Linked DNA regions of Mus musculus: region 1 is linked to region 2. The links are chromatin contacts, called in public Hi-C maps. All regions are on one chromosome and are shown on one strand. The core of a region is the stretch at or near the end of the contact, and the rest is flanking DNA. Distances in the headings are between cores, read along the strand shown.

Region 1 (3,451 bases), core at 231-2,730, 65 kb after region 2:
CCCACCCCGAGTTTAACTAATTTACATACCATTTGACTTCACCCCTGTTGAGAGCATTAATAGAAACATGCAACTTCAAGATTAGAGCTAAAGCCAATGAAAGTGTCCGCAAATAACATATTAATAAAAACTGAAATGCATAAAGAAGTGAAAGCAAATACAAAAAAAAAAAAAAAAGCACAGTGACAGATTAAAATAAACAGACATAGACATGTTTAAAAAGAATTGGACATCATGAGCATCTGGTTCCCAAGCAGCCTCCAATGGTTTTTATCATGCTATTTAATTTGTCTTCCCTATTTAAATGCAAAGGAAGTAAATTCCAAAACTGACATACCATAAACACTGGTGCTACTGATCATTTCTTGCTGGTAGCACAAAAAGCTGAATTGGATTTCTCACAAGCAGGAATTCCAAAGGTTGCTTTTCATTAAAGCCACTTTTCCTCTCAGCTATCAAATGTCACTGCCTTGAAACGTGGGCCCTTTCGTCAGGTATTCATTTAACCTACATGCATATAATTAAGGGGGAAAGCAACATCAACAAAAAGGGGATCTCAGATCACAGGAGAAGAAAGAAAGGAAAAAAAGCACATGACCGGGAATACAAGTCCATGTCAATTTCACTCACTCCCATTGAAACTAACAAGAGCTCCGGGGAGGACGGTAATAGGATCAGTGGATTGTATATACCATTAAATTATACATCTTTCTCTCCCGTTCCTTGCCAACAATACGCCCACCACGCTGTACCCCCTCCCGCATGATGTGCTTACAGTTTTCTGCAACCGATCCTCTGACATTTTTCTCGATCCCCCAGCCACGAGATTGTAATTTAACCTCAACTTTTTGTGTGTGTGCAAGATTCTTATTTACACTTCTTATTTACTTAGAAGTTAGTTCCCGAAGAAAGTCTAGCCCCACCCTATGGCTCCGCTTTCTTATTTTATTTTTTTTATTTTTTGAGGTAAAAAGATAGTAGTGAGTAAGCCCAATATCGCGAAAAGCGAGATTCTTGCAGTCACGAACTCTTAATCCCATACTATTGTTATAACGATTAAGCTGCAGAAATATGCATCATAATGTTTCAGGGCTACTTTGTACAGAGAAATTAGACAGCAGGTTGGCGTACAAAATAGAAACGAATGCAAATTAAATTTACTGTTTACGGCACAACTCTGAGACCTCTTCTCACTACAGGTCTTGGATCTATCTATATTCTTTAAAAATAAAACAAAAACAAAAAATTTAAACAGATGGTAAAAAACTACGAAGCTCTCCTTACCTGGACGCGCAGAGCGAGCTCCCGATAGGTTAGCGTAGCATCGATCCGATGTGTTTGCTGATGAATGGAAGCTAGGGTTAAGTGAAGGTGCCTATGATTTGAAATCATTCCAAGTTTTTGAAGGGAAGACGGACTGCAGCCTCTGCCATGTTGGAATTTCAAACCCAAAACAGCTGCTTGGAAGGAGCCAGCATGCCAGAGGCTGAGCGCAGGCGCAGAGCGCCGCCGAGCCAAATTCAAATCACTTTCACACTAAGAGCCAAAGATCAGTTTTCAAAGGAGAGAGGGAGAAAGAGACGCAGGCGGCCGCGCGGCCGGGCGTCGGGAGGCAGTGGCGAGAGGCGGGCGTTGGAGCGCGGCGGGCCGGGAGCCCCGGGAGGGAGCGGCGGCGCGGGCCGGGACTGCAGGGGGAGCGGAGGCGGGAGGCGGCGAGCGGCGCCCGGCCGCGGGCGGACAGGGAGGGCGCAATGGCCGGCCGCCGGGTCATGTTACACGGCCCGGGCCTCGGCGGCCGCCCAGCCTCACAGCTGCGCTCCCGCGGCCCGGAGGGGGCCCCGAGGTCATGCCGGCGCGCGGGGACGCGGAGCCCGGCCCAGCCCGCGCGCGGGGAGCGACGCCCCCGGGGGAAGCGAGCCCCGCTGTCCACGCGCGATCGCGCGTCCCTGAGGGCCCCTCCCCGGTCCTCCGGTCACCACCGTAGCCTGGCCAGCCCTCCCTGCTGCTGCGCGCACGGGACGGGGACCGGGACGTGGAGCCGGGACGTCCCCTATCCCCGAGGCTCCCCGCACCAGTCCGAAAATGACTTTATCTGCTAGGGAGAGGCAAGTTGGGGAGGCAGATCAGCTTGAACCCACTTCACCGCCTCCACCTCCCCGGGAATAAATAAAAACCCTAAGTATCTAGGTGTGCGGTCCCCTCTCAAGCTCCCCCGGCTCCCCTCCCTACCTCCCCCAGGCGGCTCGGGCAGGGGAGAGCAGCGCCCGGGGGCCCACGGTGAGGGCTGTTGGTGCGCAGGCAGAGACCTGGGGCTTCAGCTTTCCCAGCCCCCCGCTATGGAGCAATCTGGGGACCCAGGAGAAGGAAGAGAGTCGGGGCTTTGTGGTGCTGGGAGCTGAGGAAGAATGAAATGTGCAGTTGAGTGTGTGGCTCGCATCCCAGGGAGCAGTGCCGTGCTGATTGTCTGTGGCTGAGATAGCCTTTTGTTCGCAACATAAGGTTTAAGAAACACACACACGTTTTCTGGGGTCTCTTGTTAGATGTAAATGTGCTGCATCCAGACGCTTACTATGCAGTGTAAGCTCAGTTGGTTTACTAATCACCCCGCCCCACCCCCAAACAATCAGGATCATTTGAATGGGAACCTCATTCAGACTTCTGGGCTGAGAGGATTGCCTTCAACCTATTTCATCCTAGACTAGCCAACCATCCAACTGAGATAATAAAGCAAACAATAACATTTGATCATGATGTCTACGAGATAATGTGCCCGGCAAAGTTCTTAAGGAATTGTAATGAGAGAAAGAGAGAGTTGGGCAATAATTTCTCTTCATTTTCATTAAATATGACTTTAATAGATAAATGGTGAGTTTATACTTTGGCCTGCTGGATGTCCAGTCCTCTATATTTCAACTAAGCTGAGAATGCAAGAGGCAAATTATGTATTCGACCAGGAGGCCATCTAGCTGAAAATGTTACTTTGAAGGTTGGAGCAGAAAATACACTTGTTTAGGAAGAATGTCCTTCCTCACTGTCCGCATGTCTGTCCGTATGTCTGCTAGCTTCTAGGCTGGAGCTTTAATAGACAAAACTCCAGCTCTCATAAAAGGCCAAACATATACTTAGAAATTCATTTCTTTCTTCATTTGAGATTTTCTTGCATCTCAATAGATGCACTTATCACAATAAATTAAATGGTTAAATCTGGGCAGATGACAATTAAAAAGAAAAGAGAACTGGATATCAAAAATAATGTTTGTTAAGAATTAGATTTCTATTTAGAATAGATTTCTGGATTTTTTTTTTTTAACTAGGATTGGAAACGAAGCAGAAGAACTGTATTCTGAGGCAACAGAGAATACGGAGACTCTACATTTTAGGAGACAGCTTTTAAACCAATACTAAGAAAAGTTGCCCATTGGGTTTTACTACGAAGAAATAACTGTAGGAA
Region 2 (3,400 bases), core at 112-2,611:
GTAAATTATCTCATGATTGGTGTTTGTCTAATTATGTAAAAAAAGATGTCCAAGATGGTAATTCTGGTGGACAGCAGATTTTAGCCTTACAAAACTACAGTGATTTGCTTGGGTACACCACAATAATTTTATAATGATACTAAAATAAATGTGATTCCTTTTTAATTTTTTTCTGCCACAACAAATCATGTCAAATGCTAACAAGATAAAATGTTATTCCTGCCACACACAATGGGACTTGTGATTTTTGTGGAAATCATAGAGTAAAAAGTGTCTTTAAAATGGATATTCATTCTTTAGAATGAAAAAAAAAACACACACACAAAAAAACCAGAAGTGTAACAGCATAGAAGCCCATGCCAAAAAGTTAAAAATAATTACCCAATTACAATTACTCCTAAGTGTATATAGTCCACTGTTGTCACCAAATAAATCACACTGAGAGCTGCTCACACAGCTTCGGAGTCGAGGCCTGCCTATTTGTATTTAAATTGCCTCATATTCAATTTTAATTGCTTTATATGTCTCTTTTCTCTCATTGTTATTTAGCTTATTGATAAAATGTAAGTGCCTCGTTTTTAAAATTTGTCCATAATCTTTTATTATGCATTAAGTAATTTCAGCTACTTACTACCTTCCCCCAGTTACAGTAAACACGTGATCTGATATGTGTGCAAAAGATATGCGTGCACAATACAGTAAAACAAACACGGCAAACAGGGACTATTTCTGGCTTTTTGCACACGCCTTTATGATGAGATGGTCTGTTTATTTTTCACCAATCCTTTTTAACAGATGTAATTGGGTTATTTTAGGAACATGATTAGTTCATCAATAATACTTAACCAACCATAACATCAAGATCAGCCTGGAATGGGAATGGCTATAGAATGTGATGACTCACACCATCTATTCTGCTGGAAGGACTGGCAAGCATCATTTTACCGTTTTATAAGACAGGACACCGGTTTGTGATTACTTCGGATGCAATGCACCCAGTCGCTCTGAGTGCTCCAGACATAGCGTGTGAACTCTACTAGCTGGCATGATCCATTTCTCTGCCCCTCGGCCACTGGCAGATATCCAGTGTGAAGCGCAGTTAGATGGAATCATGAATAGGACAAAACAGAGGAAGAGAGACCATAGGTAGAAAAGAATCAGCTTTCATAGTGGACTGTGCCTTGAAAAAAAAACCTGGAATTCCCATGTATTTGAGGCTTCCTGCAGGAGAGCAGGCAGTATCACCAGATGTTTTACATGCAATATGGCGGCTATACAAGAAAAAGGACTGTTGCCAACAAGACATTTTCCAAATAGTGGGAAGCAGGTATACAATGATCTCAAAGATCCAGAGTTTATACATCCTGAGACAAATTGTATATAGTTTACTCCATGCATACATTCTGTCTGTGAATGGTACGCACACAATTAACTGAAAGGGACCTGCCAGCATTGGCCAAATGGTTTCAAAAGTTGATCAGCCAACAATCATTTTCAAGGAAATAGCCAAAACCCAGAATTGCACTAACTCACATTTACATCATTGGGAAGGACAATATATAACACTTAAACAACCATAAATGTGTTACTTTAGGGAATTAGTCCCTACTTCTGATTCACACTAAAGAGCATGAGCTGGTATCAATTAATAATGTAGGTAAAAGTTGGCATGAAAAGGGGATGAAACATGCTCATATTAATCCCAAAGTTTCCAGCACTGCCCCCTCAAATAAATTTAGTGCAACTTCTTTGTAACTCTGAGTCATCATCTAACTCATTACAATAATATAATCAATATATTATTGAGACAGAAATCTCTTGGTAACATGGCAAGACTAGTAATGCTAGGTTCTAAATTAATGTCAGTGTCTTGCACATGTGTCATAAATGGCTAACCAAGGGACACCGGATCGTCCCTGTGGCTGAGATAATTGTTCTGCTTTCAAATTCCTGAAGATCTATTGTATTAGTTCCCAGGGCAAAGCATCTCTCTCTCTCTTTTCTTCTTTCTCATTCTTCAATCATAATAAGAATTAGAAAACACATTTGACAAACAGATGACTGAAGATAATGGACACTCTGCAGCAATAATAACATCCTGATTACTGGTTTCATGGTGTCACTTGGGGGCATCTTGGAATTTCTTACTAAGATACTTTTACACATATTACGGGCCCTATGACAACTTCCAATGTATGATGCAAAAGAATGGGCTGAGGTCATTTTTAGAATGAAGTACTTCAATTAAGAATCTATGAAAAAGTGAAATACTATATGTTGCCCCATTAATACAGGTAGTCTCTTATCCTGTAGGGTAGCCACTAAAATATGGCATGCATGGTCCTCATAGTTTTGGAAGCTGCAACTCTATAAGTTGTTTTGAAGGAGATTTATTAATTCTACTTTAAATTCTTTACATTGCCATTTTGTTATATTTTCAAATAGTCTTACATTTTATATATTTATTTTATATTTTCTATATTTTAGGTTACATTATAACCATATCTTGATGTAGTTTAGATTCAAAAACACAGCTGGCTAGAAATGCTGATTAGAGAACACGAATGTGTGCAATGGTGAAAGCTCTGAACCGGGGCCAACAGATTGGATCAGCAGGCAGAGGCATTTGCCAGAACATGATAACTATAGTTCAGTCCCCAGGACCCACAGCGTGGAAGAAAAGAACAGATTCCTTCAAACTGTCTTCCAACAACTACACATATACTGTGGCACAAACACATGGGCACATGCATGCATGCACACACACACATACCCCCACACCCCACACACACTAATATTTTTAAAATTAAGCTGTGCTCATGACAGAGAGATACTATTTAAAATAAAAATAGTTTTAATGAGAAAAGATGCTGTAGGCAGCTAATTAACATTTCATAAATATGGAGACACAGAACTGTATCTGTAAATGAGAAGGAACGTCTACTTTGAAAGACGGGTTCATTTAAGGATACCTTCAAATAAAGCGAATGTGAGGTGAGACTTTGGGTCCCTAAGGGAAGTAAGCTCAAGGAACAGACTCCACGCCTATGGATCTTATAGAAAGTTGAATGTGACCGCTGATTCTCTTCTTGACAATGAGTTAGTGTGTCCTAGACGGTTCTCTATCTTTAGATTTCAGTGCACGAGCTCAATTCAGCAAATGGTCCAGAGCAACTGTGCATTTCCCAAGGAGTAAAGATATAAAACCCCTCAACCAATTACATGTGATAGTTTCATCAAAGCCCTCTTTTAACTGCCTGGGATTTAGGAAAGATCTAGTAAGAATGCCAACTTAACAAAGAGGAAATTGAAACATACGGTTTCTGAGGGGAAGGAAAGACACCTGTTATGTTTGTTTTAACTTCATGGTTCTGCACAGGGTGCAGGGCTGAGGGCAATA

The links. Hi-C and Micro-C count contacts between places; a contact is called where the count stands out from the background.
Region 1: a contact with region 2 is called in a Hi-C map of the N1E-115 cell line, with 2.0 times the contacts expected there. The contact joins the promoter of Fign here to the enhancer-like site in region 2. A contact is called at or near these places in 1 of 39 promoter capture datasets (liver), 5 of 484 Hi-C or Micro-C datasets (the N1E-115 cell line, brown adipocytes, liver and 1 more), 3 of 115 datasets of contacts at active chromatin or transcription factors (embryonic stem cells, heart atrium and neural progenitor cells) and 2 of 9 other capture datasets (adipose tissue and liver).

The regions. Positions count from the first base shown.
Region 1 is chr2:64,096,558-64,100,008 of GRCm38.p6, forward strand. It overlaps Fign (fidgetin), which reads right to left and starts at 1,481. Exons shown (of 4, transcript NM_001267846.1): 1 at 1,285-1,481; 2 at 338-507.
Region 2 is chr2:64,031,475-64,034,874 of GRCm38.p6, forward strand. All of the region lies in intron 2 of Fign (fidgetin), which reads right to left. Among named protein-coding and RNA genes, the nearest start is that of Fign, 65 kb to the right of the region's middle. Within about 2 kb of position 1,362, at least 2 of the 459 cell types and tissues checked have an H3K27ac peak or open chromatin away from gene starts, as enhancers often do. A contact at or near this core is called in the N1E-115 cell line, where this site is marked.